Linked DNA regions of Gossypium arboreum: region 2 is linked to region 1. A link is a contact called in public Hi-C data. All regions are on one chromosome and are shown on one strand. Each heading gives the region's core, a stretch centred on a gene start, on an enhancer-like site or on the middle of the called end of the contact. The rest is flanking DNA. Distances are from core to core; before and after follow the strand shown.

What was found. Hi-C and Micro-C count contacts between places; a contact is called where the count stands out from the background.
Region 2: a contact with region 1 is called in a Hi-C map of leaf, with 4 times the contacts expected there. The contact joins the promoter of LOC108483410 here to the promoter of LOC108450813 in region 1. A contact is called at or near these places in 2 of 5 Hi-C or Micro-C datasets (both in leaf).

The regions. Positions count from the first base shown.
Region 1 is chr7:61,330,414-61,337,037 of ASM2569848v2, reverse strand. It overlaps LOC108450813 (CLIP-associated protein-like), which reads left to right and starts at 3,645. Exons shown (of 21, transcript XM_017748590.2): 1 at 3,645-4,439; 2 at 5,728-5,883; 3 at 5,984-6,046. The coding sequence starts at 4,107.
Region 2 is chr7:61,739,082-61,745,968 of ASM2569848v2, reverse strand. It overlaps LOC108483410 (probable indole-3-pyruvate monooxygenase YUCCA8), which reads left to right and starts at 3,754. Exons shown (of 3, transcript XM_017786794.2): 1 at 3,754-4,639; 2 at 4,734-5,105; 3 at 5,192-5,716. The coding sequence starts at 3,959. The coding sequence ends at 5,425. TRNAV-AAC (transfer RNA valine (anticodon AAC)) reads right to left here and starts at 6,415; the gene lies at 6,342-6,415.

The DNA of each region.
Region 1 (6,624 bases), core at 2,396-4,895:
CGAGACTTCAAAAACGTAAAGAACATTAGAAACGGGGCTTGGAATCACTTACTATGAAGATTGGAAGCTTGACAAAACCCTAGCTATGAAGAACCTTTGAAATTTCGGCCTAATGAAGAAGATGGGCACATTTTGCCATCTTTTTCCCTTTTTTAATCTTTTAATTACCAAATGACTAAAATACCCTTCACTAAAACTTTAGTTATTTTTATCTATGGATGTCCATTTTTGTCCATGAAAACCTAATGGTCTAATTATCATTTAAGGACCTCTACTTCAATTATACTCTTCATTTAATCCTTTGGCATCTAAAACTCATATTTATCAACTTTTACAATTAAGCCCTAGTAGGTAAATTAAGCATGCTATCTATAAAATTTTCCATCGCTACTCTAACACATGCATCTAATCACTCAGTAAATTATAAAAATTAATCGGAATAGACTTTTCTATCTTAGATTCGTGGTTTCACAACCACTGTTCCGTTTAGGCCTTATTTTGGGATGTTATAGACCGTGTAAGCATACTGACTTATAAAATTAAGGTGTAGGGGTCACACAGCCAAACCACACGCCCGTGTGCTAAGCCGTGTGAAAATACCTGGGTATTCTGTTTCTCAATTTTAAAGATGTAGCGGGCACACGGTTGAGACACACGCCCATGTCTCTGCCCGTGTGGACGAAAGTAGGCCATTCCAAGGCCACATGTCTCACCTATTTTGATATCAACCTAAATACATCATTTTAACACCTCAATGAATCACAACAAAGCAATCATAGCAAGTCAAAATCATGTTTTAAGCATAGTGTGTCATCACATATACCAAAATACCTAAATTTACCTATTTAATCCATCTAATTTGACTAATAAAGTTAACCACAATTTGAATTCAACAAACCTATATTATTCACATCAACATCACCAATATGTCTCATTTCTAACCCAACATATATATATATATATATATATATATATATATATATATATATATATATAAGCAAAATTATAATTATTGACATTTACACAAGACAAACTTTGATATTAAATCCACACAAACCCTATACATGCCATATAAACTGTATTGAACATACAAAAACTACTGAAATAGGCTAGATAGGGTGGCTTGATGTGCTGGTCCGATCTTCCGACCTCTTGAAAATCTAGGTTAAATTGTAAGATTTGTAAAAGTTTAGGGACTATTCCACTAATTTTCCTTTTTCACGAGTATCTACGGGCCCTTGATATGCAGCAAAAATAAGCAAAACCAGCTTAAACTCTCTCTCATGGTTGTTTGTTGAAGTTGAAGAAAGAAATTATCTAGAATTCTCTTTTTAATTTCAAATTGTATGTTTAATTTCATGCAAATTAAAATTTTACCATCCATTTGTTTTATTTTATTATTATTTTTCATTAGCATGCCGCCTCATCTCTTTTCTTTGGGCTTAATTGCTCCTTAAGTCTTCCCTTATTTATTTATCAACCATTTAATCACTATTTATTATAATTAACAAGTTTTGCACCTTTTTCAATTTAGTCATTTTTAATTAATTGACTACCAAATTATTAAAATTTTCTAATGAAACTTTAATACTACCTTAATGACACTCCGTAACTATTTAAAAAAATATTTACGGTTCGGTTTATAGAAACAAGGTCTCGATTCCTTATTTTCTAAAACCACTTGACCTAAGATTTTGTTACCTGAACCTAATAATTCATTATAAACTTAAATTGATAATTAAAAATTCTTTCTAAAACCATATTTAACTCGTAAATACTAAATAATAAAATTTACGAGCTTACTCGTTGAATTTGGTGGTCTCAAACCACTATTTCTGACACTATTGAAAATCAGGTTGTTACACCACTAGTCAGAACTAACCAAATCTAAGAGTTGGAAATGTTTGGGAACTAACAGTTTATATTGTGATTATTTCTTCGGGTTTTCTGTCAAAGATACTAGATAAACAAGATGCGTCGGTGATAGAACCTTGATGAACAACGAGCAATGTCAACCTAAGCATTAAAAAGGGAGCATTCTCAAAAAATGACATTTTGTATTCATGCAAATATCATTCATACACATATAGTTAGGAGCATTTGATTCATTTTGATCATAACATCTTAATCGCTTGGTATAAATATAAGCCAATGAAATGGATTCTACAAGCCATGTCCCTAAAGAATAGTGTAATATATTAGTGAAACCACAAATCTCATACCCTTAAAGTTACAACGGGACGGATTGAAGTCATAATAGCAAATCTTATCTCCCTAAAGTTGCAGTGAGCAGATTAAAGCTACAAGTCTTATACATCTGAAGTTGCAGTGGGTCGGATTAAATCTATCGTAGCGAGTTTTATTTTCTTGAACTGGAGCAGATTAAAGCTGTAAATCTTATCTCTCGGAAGTTGCAGTAGAGCAGATTGAAGCTACAAATCTTATCTTCCTGAAGTTGTAGTGGAGCAGATTAAAGCTGTAAATCTTATCTCCCTGAAGTTGCAGTGGAGTAGATTAAAGCTGCAAATCTTATCTCTCTGAAGTTCAAGTGGAGCAGATTGAAGCTACAAATCTTATCTCCCTAAAGTTACAGTGGAGCAGATTAAAGCTGTAAATTACAAATCTTACCTTCCTGAAGTTGCAGTGGAGTAGATTGAAATGATAAGTCCTATACCTCTGAAGTTGCAGTAGGTCAGATTAAATCTACCATAGCAAGTCTTATCTCCTTGAAGTTGCAGTGGAATAGACTAAAGCTACAAGCTACAAATCTTATCTCCTTGAAATTGCAGTGGAGTAGATTGAAGATACGAGTCTCATCTCCCTGAAGTTGCAGTGGAACAGATTGAAGTTACAATTCTTATCTCCCTGAAGTTGTAGTGGAGCGGATTGGAGCTACAAATTTTATCTCCCTGAAGTTGTAGTGGAGCAGATTGAAATTACAAATCTTATCTCTTTGAAGTTGCAGTGGAGCAGATTAAAACTACAAGTCTAATCTCCTTGAAGTTGCAATGGGTTAGAATGAAACTACTTGAAAAAGAGGAGCACCAAAGAGGTCGAGATTTGGCGAGACCAAACGAAATTGGTCATTCTTAAAAATCTTTCTCGTTGCACGACAATGAGCAAAGAGAGGCCACTGTGAAAGCCCAATTTCGTCTAGGCCTAGACAAAAAAAGAAAGCAAAAAAAAAAATTAAAGTCTAGTGTCCATTTACAACAAATTACAGGCCTAAACAACCCAAAATTAAAAAACCCTAATAGCCTAAACAGCCCAAATGGCCCAAACACCTAAACTGTTTCAAACTAAACAAAAACCCTACCCTAGCTCGCGCCGCACCTTAGCCTGCGTCGCTGCTGCTCCTGGCCTCTGCCACCATCAACTGCTCCTCAACCACCACCTACAAAAAACAGTAAACAACACGCAAATAACAGTAGCTAAGTAGCGATAAAAACAAAAGAAAAAGAGAAGAAAGATTGTAATCCGAAAGCGACTATAAAAATAGAATGTTTGCAAGGCTTTAAAATAAAAAATAATTACTCGATAGTTAATGTAATAACAAAAAAATTAGAGAAAGTAAGTTGTTTGAAATAAAAGAATAACTAGAAATTTTAAACCAAAAAAAAGCTGGACTAGTAAATTCCAAATCTGAAGTATCCGATCATCCTTGTGTTATCCTTATGACGGTTACAACTGAACAAAAGAAAACTAAAAAAATAGCACATCGCAGTCTCGCGCGAAAACAAAAAAAAATAGGCAAAAACTCGTAAAATAATACAAAAGGGATGGGCAGTTTCCTTAATTACCTGAACCACACACTTTCATCATCTTCTCCGTCAATCTCAGTCCACTCTACCATCTCTACCCCTTTCATCCGTAATGATAATTTCTTTTTTGAGGAAAGAAATGAAAAGAAAAAATAATAACAAAGAAAATAAGCGCAACTTCTTCGCTAAATATCTCTTTACCAATAATAATCATTTTCCTTGCCTTTAATTGAGTTTCTTTCCTCTCTGCCAAACACATTTCCTCAAATTTTATTTTTATTGTTTTTTTCCAAATTACTGGAATTGGTTGAGAAATTTAGATCTGAGGAGAGGATCGGGATCCAGATGGAAGAGGCACTAGAGCTGGCACGCGCCAAAGACACCAAGGAGCGGATGGCGGCTGTGGAACGTCTCTACCACCTCCTCGAAGGTTCCAGAAAGAGTCTGACTTCTTCGGAGGTTACTTCGCTCGTGGATTGCTGCATGGATCTCCTCAACGACAACAACTTCAGAGTCTCCCAGGGCGCTCTCCAGGCTCTTGCTTCTGCCGCCGTCCTCTCTGGTGATCACTTGAAGTTGCACTTCAACGCGCTTGTTCCCGCGGTTGTTGAACGGTTAGGTGACGCTAAGCAACCCGTCAGAGACGCTGCGAGACGCCTACTTCTCACTCTCATGGAGGTAGAGTTGCTATCTATTTCCTTTTATGTTATTGGTTGTCTACTGCTAATATAATTCCTTTTCCTTTTTATAACTGACTTTCATGCATATCAATCCATGGAAGACTTTTGTTCCTGTGCTTTGTGGAACTTTACCATAATGTTTTTTATTCATGGAGATAGGAAATACGGTTTTTCTTAGCTTTGAATGAGTCAAGGGCTTCCGAATTGTTTTGCCTTAAAATAATTCGTTATCATTTTTGTCTTCGCAGTTCTTGGTAAATGGAAACCTAACTCATTCCTTATTTTATTGCTGTCTAAAGTTACCTTAGCTTTGTAGAAGTCATTAGTGAATGCTTTTATGCAATTGAATAATTACCATCCTTAATTACCTCGGGATGGCTTCCATGTTTCTTGTGGGATGTTTCTTGTGGGACTAGTCATTCATTGCATTTTATTTTTTTATTAATACTACTAAGAAAGCAAGTTCGTGAATTAGGGTCCTCATGCAATTATCTCTATGGATATCATATGTTATTGAAAAGCAGATGCTTGATACTCTCCTACTCTCAAAAGATACGTTTATGTTTAGTGTGGTTCAAAAAGTCTGCTGTGAAGAACTAAAGCATTAGCTTTTAAGATATTTTTTTCCAGTTCTCACTCTAAAGCAAGACTTAAGAACCTGCATTGTCATAATGGCTATGGACAATTTAGTAAGAATATAAGTTGTCAAAAGCTTTTTCACTTTTCTTGGATCCCATTATGTGGTTGTTTCTTTCACTTGCTTTTGCTTGCTAAAGGTTGGTAAAAAAAGCAAGAGAAAATGGTAGAAATGAAACCATAATAGATTGGAAGTTAAAAAAATTACTGAAACCCATCTCCAATTTAGTAAAATCATGCTGCATTTTGTTCTCTATAAAAGTACACTGTATTTTTGAAGTCTTCATAAATGTTATTTGCTTTTGTATCTAAGCATTCCTTTTCTTTTCTGTTTTATGTTGTGGAAAGTAATAACTACCTTAATCCATATGCATTTTCAAGTAAGATTAGTGATACAATGAGGGAGTGTACAACCTCATGAATTTGTCCATTGCAATTTTTATTTTTTAAATTTCTTTTCAATGCCCAGTGGTTTATGGTTTTATTTTTATATCTGTTTCCATAAGGAAAGGGACTAGATTATATGTTTTGCAATTATATTTTGAAGTATCAATTTGAGTGCCTTGCTGAGTTTTTTGAATTATTATTTGAAGATAAGTGGTAAACAATTAGTTTGATCTGTAAAATATACTGATTATTTTGTATTCCAGGTTTCTTCTCCAACAATTATTGTTGAAAGGGCGGGCTCTTACGGCTGGACGCATAGAAGTTGGAGAGTTAGGGAGGAATTTGCCCGGACAGTCACATCCGCAATCAATCTTTTTGCATCTCCTGAGCTTCCACTTCAACGGGCTATTCTCCCCCCTGTATGCCCATTAGTCATTAACTTCTCCAAAATGGATTTCCAGTCTCATCTGTATGTGTGACAGAGATAAGTTGACATATATAAATTTCTTTATTTATCAGATTTTGCAGATGTTGCATGACTCAAATCCCGGTGTTCGTGAAGCTGCTATATTATGCATTGAGGTCAGTGAAAGTTGTCTTCTAGTATTATCTTTACTAGAGCTCAACAACATTTCTAACTTATGTTTAGTAAGAATTGATATTTTCTTATTCATGTTTTGGTCATATTCAAATTTCTAATCGATGTTTTAAAGGAACTTTCACTTTTTCCTAAATATACAAATGATAGCCTGAATCCTGATAGGGGGGCTTACTCTAGAGGCAGCTGTTCTGCCTATCAGTTAAGGAAAAACATGTTGATATGCTTGCAATAAGTTTTTCACTTGCCTTTAGAAGACAAGAAATGCAATGAAAAAATCAATAGGCGCAAACATCAGGGTTCTGAATCTGTTTTCTAGTCAGGAAAACATTAAAAACTTAAGTTGGTCAGGACTCCTTTTTGTTGGAAAACAAAAAATAGAAAAAATTTTCTTGACCGCCTGCTGTGACCTAGGCTACGATTAATATGTCAAAAGCAATGTTTATGTAATTTGATATCAGTAGGTTGTCCAAAAATACTCTCTTAGTTATATTTAGCATATAAACAAAAAAAATCATCTCAATTTGATTTCCTGTGACTCAAGTTTAGATCCCCACCCCTC
Region 2 (6,887 bases), core at 2,505-5,004, 410 kb before region 1:
CAACTTTATGAGAGCGAGAGAGAAAAAAAAAAATGAAAGAATGACAATTATGGAAACATAAGTTGTAATCTTTTGGGGCCCTTTATTAATCATGGTTTGAACCTAACCTTGAAAATTAATTAATTATGCATTAATAAGTAATTAAGAGATGATTAAGGAGTTTAGTCTGTGTTAAATAAAGGGTTTAGGAATCTTTTTGTGAAAGGAAAAAAATTGCTAGTAGAACTTCTCTTTCTTTTGGAAGTTTGACGTAGCTCCACTTTACAATAATTACCCAATGTGATTATATAAAACAATGGTGGGTATACACTACACGCGTTTATAAAGATTCTACCAAACTTCATAAATTGCTTAATTATAAATAAGAAATATTGAAATAATTTGCTCCAAATAAAAATATATCTAATGAAAGAATGACCATAGCTTATAGCTAGAATTTGACTGAACGCCATCTCAGCATGTAATGAATTTATTCATGCATAGAGGAAATATATATATATATATATATATATATATATATGTAAAAGGCCCCGAAACTCTTAACATTGAGGTTGAATGCAGATGGCAGGCCAACTGCTAAAATAGTGTAAAGAGGTGAGAAGACAAGCCAGTTGAGTCATATTCATAGATATATTATATGCCAATGACTTGGCCTTTAACTTTTCATTACGCGTGACTAATACTATAATTATAGATTTTAGGCAAATTAGCTTTTTGAGGGTATAAATCTTATAATTTATATTTTAATTTTTTCAAAATAAGGTTGGTATTGCCATTTATATTTATTATCTCGAAAAAAAAGATTTATAATTTAATATTTTCTACGCGCTAACTTCAAATTTCCATCCTAGCAAAAGCAATGTACACCGCCGACTACTAAAAAGAAAGAATGAAATGAAAAAGGCTCCAAATTATAATAAGAAAAAGGCATCGTTGAATCCCATCCTTAAAGGCTAAACGTTGGGTGCAATGGTGGTGGTGGAGCAATGCAAGGCTGTTTGAGTTGGAGTGGAAGCTGCTATTGGGGGAATATGGGATAACAAAAATACATTCATATCCTTTTCATATCTCATGTATCATATGCATGGGATATGCCTATGATTTACTTTCTTCCTTTTTATCTATTATCTCCTTGTATGTTATGCATTTGGAAAGCTTGTTTCTAGGTTTTCTTTTTCTATATATAAATTGATTATCATAGCAAAAAGTTGGCATGATCATGATCATGATTCTATACTCATTTTCTCCCACTTAAAGTATCTGGCCACTTTTTTTAGGGTGATATCAATTGATTCCTATGAATATTAATTAACAATTATTTTATAAACATTTATATATATCTTTTGAATTATAGGATCCACTTCATAAAATGATAAGGTACAATCGACAGGGATGTGGAAGCTAAACCCAAAAGAAAATGCATAAAGTTCGCTTAAAAAACCTTGTGTTACATTCCATTGTTAATAAATTTATATTTTAAATTTTTAATAAATGGTGTTATCTAATTCATTAGCAACATAAAAATATTTACATTACCGGTGCATTTAATATATTTTAAACTATAATAATAATTTGCTTTACTTGATTAACATAAGCAAACCCTTTGCCCTCAATATATTTTCTTCTATTTTTATTAAAAAGTAGTGACCAACATGGAACTCAAGGTCCTCAATGGTCATGCACATGCTTCCTTCTGTCCTTCACCAATCAATCTGCCAAAACCTTCCCCCTACTGTTTCCCATTCCCCCATGAATTTTCACTCATCAATCACACACCACCAAGTGGGAATTATGGTGGGGGGCTAGGCTAGCTATGGCTACCTTCCTCATTGCTAGTTTCCAACTCGAATATTTTCATAATAATCATGAACTTGTACTTTGACAGGCCTATTCCACCAAAGTACAATTTACAAAAACAAAACCCTAAAATGCTTTCCACGACTAATCACCATTGTCATAAATGAACATAAAAAAAAATCTCAAAAAAGAAGTAATAATATTTCTTAATTATATGAGCATTCGAGCGTGTCAAACTCGGAAGCATTCACCGAAAGCAACGTTGTTTATCGACCTTCCACGTACCTTGAATGTTTCACAATTGTGTGTTCATACTTTGAACCTCTAGATTATCCTAGTACTTTACAATCTTTACCATGCATAAAGAATATTCTCTCTTCTCACCATGTTTGCTTTCTGACATCTATTTCACCGAAATTCGTAGCTTTTTTTTTTTTTTTTAATCATTGCTCGAGGTGTGTGATACATATGTACTATATAGAATGTACTATATAAATTAATCAAATACATTTTTAAATATCACAAACACCCATAGTTATTAATTTTCTTGGCAAAGTATAAACATTTACACAAAAGCCAAATGAAGGTTCAAAGCTAACCATCGTTGTAGTTCAAGGGCAATACCAGGCACGAAAGACTATAATTTGGGAGCAATATCTTTATTGTTGTAATATTAATTTAATTAAAATATTTTTTATACCCGTTTTACAATTTATAAAAAATTAATTGATTTATAATTATTTTCTCAACAACATCATATTCAAAATTTAAATCTAAATTCTGTCCATAAAATTGTAATAAACTTTACAACTAGGCTAAATATTGTTAGTCTGTTAGGAATATTAGTTGAGCATGCAAATCGTCAGCTTAGAAACATACACAGTGGAAGAAGAGGGCATGTGGATGGGTTGAGCAGATTTTTTTTCTTGGGAAGTGGTGTGAAATTAGTCGAAGTGGGTTGGACAGATGGCGCAAAGGTGGGTGTGGAGGAGGGTCGGCAGAAAGGGGCATTTGTGGGTCGAAGCAGCCTTACAAGTCGCAATCCCAAGGCAATGGAGGGGCTCATGTGGGGGATCCCTCCCCCAAGATCGTGACAGTGTTAAACCCCTTCTTATTCATCAACTTCACTCATCCAATCCACGTGGGAACATCGCCGCCTATATCCTAGTCAGCACTCTCTGCCACTTAGGCTTCCAATTTCCATACATTTTAAATATTTTATTTATCCTCCCATTTATTTCTTTATTTACTTTATTTTTAAAATTTTTTATGAAAGAAACTCCCCTCTAGTGGGTCCATTAGAATCATAAGAGGATGTTGCGTCATTTTCATTTTCATTGTTTCCTAATTCTCTCCCTATGATGTTTCCACTTCATCTTTGGTTAATTTAGCTGATTTTACCTCAAATATTACAGCATAAAATAGGACCTAATTTCTTTTCCTTTTCTTTTCTCTTTTCTCTTTTTATGTTTGAAATTAGGAACATTGCAATCTTTCCTTTTTCTTTTTTTCTTTTGCACAAATTCAATATGATGTATGAAGTTATGCTAATTGAATATGATTGTGTATTTCAATTATCATATATGTATATATATTGTTTTTGATATATAAAATGATCTTATCAAAGTTCACTTACTATGAAGTTGGTGGAACATATACAATAATTGATATAAAATAATATGGAATCTCAAGCTTGGTATGAAATCTACAAGCACATTTGATGTTGGGCATCAAAATCATGTAAACTCCATGCTTTCATTGGTAACCCAAGTTTTTTCTCTTCTAAATATATTTACATCTTTATAATAAACAAAAAAAATTATAAAGGAAAGAATAAAAAATTCCAAAAAAATATGATAATCCTTCAACAATTTTTTAAGTATCATGTAAATGTATATAAGGATCTATTAAATTATTCTATAAAATAACAAAAGGTAGCCATTGGCTTATGATTTGAAACTGGACCCTTTTAAAATGCATTAAATTCTTGAATGTTATCACATGGACCTTCCTTATTTAAGCAGCCCCATCCCATCTTCTCCCTCCAAACCAAGAACAACAACTTACTCTCTCTGAAAGAAAAAAACAAACACCATTTCTTTTTTTTCTCTAAGCTCTCTAATTTCAACTCTACATTTTTGTCTCAAGACAAACTCACCGTATGACAATGGAGAATTTGTTTCGCCTTGTTGATCAAGACCAAGATTTCTTTCAGCGTAAATGGACTTTGGTCAATGGTCCGGTCATTGTTGGTGCCGGACCATCAGGGCTAGCCACTGCTGCTTGCCTGAAAGAACAAGGGGTCCCCTTTGTTGTCCTCGAAAGAACCGATTGCATTGCATCTTTGTGGCAGAAACGCACCTACGACAGGCTAAAGCTTCACCTTCCCAAACAATTCTGCCAACTCCCTAAACTACCTTTCCCTGAGGATTTCCCCGAGTACCCAACAAAGAGACAGTTCCTTGACTACCTTGAATCATATGCTAAGCATTTTGATATCAACCCAAAGTTCAATGAGTGTGTGCAGTCAGCTAGGTATGATGAGACCAGTGGTTTCTGGAGGGTCAAGACCATTGTTACAAGTGGTTCAAACAAGACTGAGTTCGAATACGTTTGCCGCTCGCTTGTTGTGGCCACTGGTGAAAATGCCGAGTGTGTTTTGCCCGATATTGAAGGATTGTCAGAGTTTGGTGGTGAAGTTATCCATGCTTGTGATTACAAGTCTGGTGAAAAATTCAAGGGGCAGAAAGTACTAGTTGTCGGCTGTGGCAACTCTGGCATGGAAGTTTCTCTTGATCTGTGCAACCACAATGCTTCACCTTCAATGGTGGTTCGCAGCTCGGTAAGTCATCAGAAAAAAAAAAAGTTACCTTATATCAGATACACTTCGAAGAAAAATTGAATTCTAATGGGTTTTTTGTTCTGTTTTTCAACAGGTTCATGTCCTGCCAAGAGAAATTTTTGGGAAATCAACATTCGAATTGGCTGTTTTGATGATGAAATGGCTACCCCTTTGGCTTGTTGACAAGCTAATGTTGATTTTGGCATGGTTGATGTTGGGAAACATTGAGAAATATGGACTTAAAAGGCCATCAACGGGTCCCTTGGAACTCAAGAACACAAAAGGGAAAACCCCTGTATTGGACATTGGTGCATTGGAGAAAATTAGATCAGGTGACATTAATGTGGTTCCTGGAATCAAGCGTTTCTCACGTGGACAAGTTGAGCTCGTTAATGGCGAAAAACTTGATATCGATTCAGTTGTGTTGGCTACCGGATACCGCAGCAATGTTCCCTCATGGCTTCAGGTGAGAAAATGCTCTAAAATTCAACTGTTTTAAAGAAGCCAAGATTGACAAATAAACTAATGGAAATAGTTGACATGATGAAACAGGAAGGTGAATTCTTCACCAAAAATGGGTACCCAAAGGCTTCATTCCCACATGGGTGGAAAGGAAAAGCTGGACTTTATGCAGCTGGGTTCACAAGGAGAGGGCTCTCAGGTGCTTCCTCTGATGCCATGAGGATTGCACAAGATATTGCCCAGGTTTTTAAAGATGAAACTAAGCAGCTCAGAATGAGAACTGTTGCTCGCCATAGACGCTGCATTTCACTTTCACAGTTCTAAACTTACAAAATCCTCAGGCCAAATATTTTTATTTCATCAAAAGCTAGGAAACTAGCTTTGTTCCTGTAAAAATTAATAATACTGTATAATACTCTCACCCAACAAAAACAAAACAAAAGAGGTAGAACAGGCTGACAGAGCCCTCTCCAAAGGCCCAAGTTTTGATTTTCTTTGGGAATTTTGTAAACCGAGGATGATGAGGCTTTTTCCCTTTTTTTTTTTTAAATTTTATTTAAAAATGTTTGTACCATAATTCAGTAATCAAGTTGAATGATACAGCAGCTTCCTTTCTCTATATCCCATCATTTCTCTGTCAATGGTTTCAAGATTCTTTCAATTCATGGTACTAATTATTACAATAAGTTCCAATCCACAGCCAGAAAGCTTCATTCTTAACCAGTAAAGATGCTGATTCTTTGAGAAAGGAACAACAGATTTCCAGTTCCCTAAAAGAAATAAGCATTGTATTAATGAAAAGGTAAAGGCCCACTGACTGAATGCTTGAGATTTCCAAGTTGCCCCCATAAACATCAAATCATAGATGGGGAATAGGACTCATGATGATGAGGGACAATGGAACCCAGCTCCCACCATCTTTTGAGGATAGCCAAGCTCCAAACACTATTCCCCTTGATTCCTAAATTACTTGTATGATTTCATTGACCAAAACTTATTTGTAAACGAATAATCTAAAGCCGCACATGGATTGAGCAGAGCACCCTCAATGCTCTCATCATGACTGAATTACAGTTAGATATTTTATGTAAAGCATATTCCTTAACTTAGAGACGTGAGAACTAGCTGTCTTGATCTTATGTAAGTCGTAGAAGTCCGTAAAGGCATGAATACCCTGTTTCCTTTTCTTTTACCCTTTATAACAGAGGACAGTATTGCACTGAAAAGGTAAAAAATTTAATGGCGTCGCCCGGACTCGAACCGGAGACCTTCAGTGTGTTAGACTGACGTGATAACCAACTACACCACGACACCTTTTTTGCCGTTTTCTGAAGGAACAGGGATGTTTTCTTATTTATGATGTGTCTACATGAGTGGTGACCCAGCCAATTAGCCTGCAAATAGACACGATAGTAAGGTGCGTATTACCGAACAAAGTCTTCCAACTCTAAAGCAATTATAGTGTAAATATTATACGAAAACTACAAAAAGATATTAATGCTTGAAATTATGTATATATAATTTCATGAAAATATACGAATATAGTCATGACAATCAAAAGTGGTTCTAAAGCGGATAATAAAACAAAAGAGGCAACTCCTATCAGGGAAGCCTGAGTTATGACAGCCACAAATGACAAAAACACACATTGCAGCGCCCGCTATTTGGGAATTAGTCAACACACATCAAACATTGCTTTCACTGACACAAAAAGTCAAACTTCCCAACACCCCCTACTCAGTCCACAAATATTTGGAATTCAAATACTACTATTTTCTATACTGCT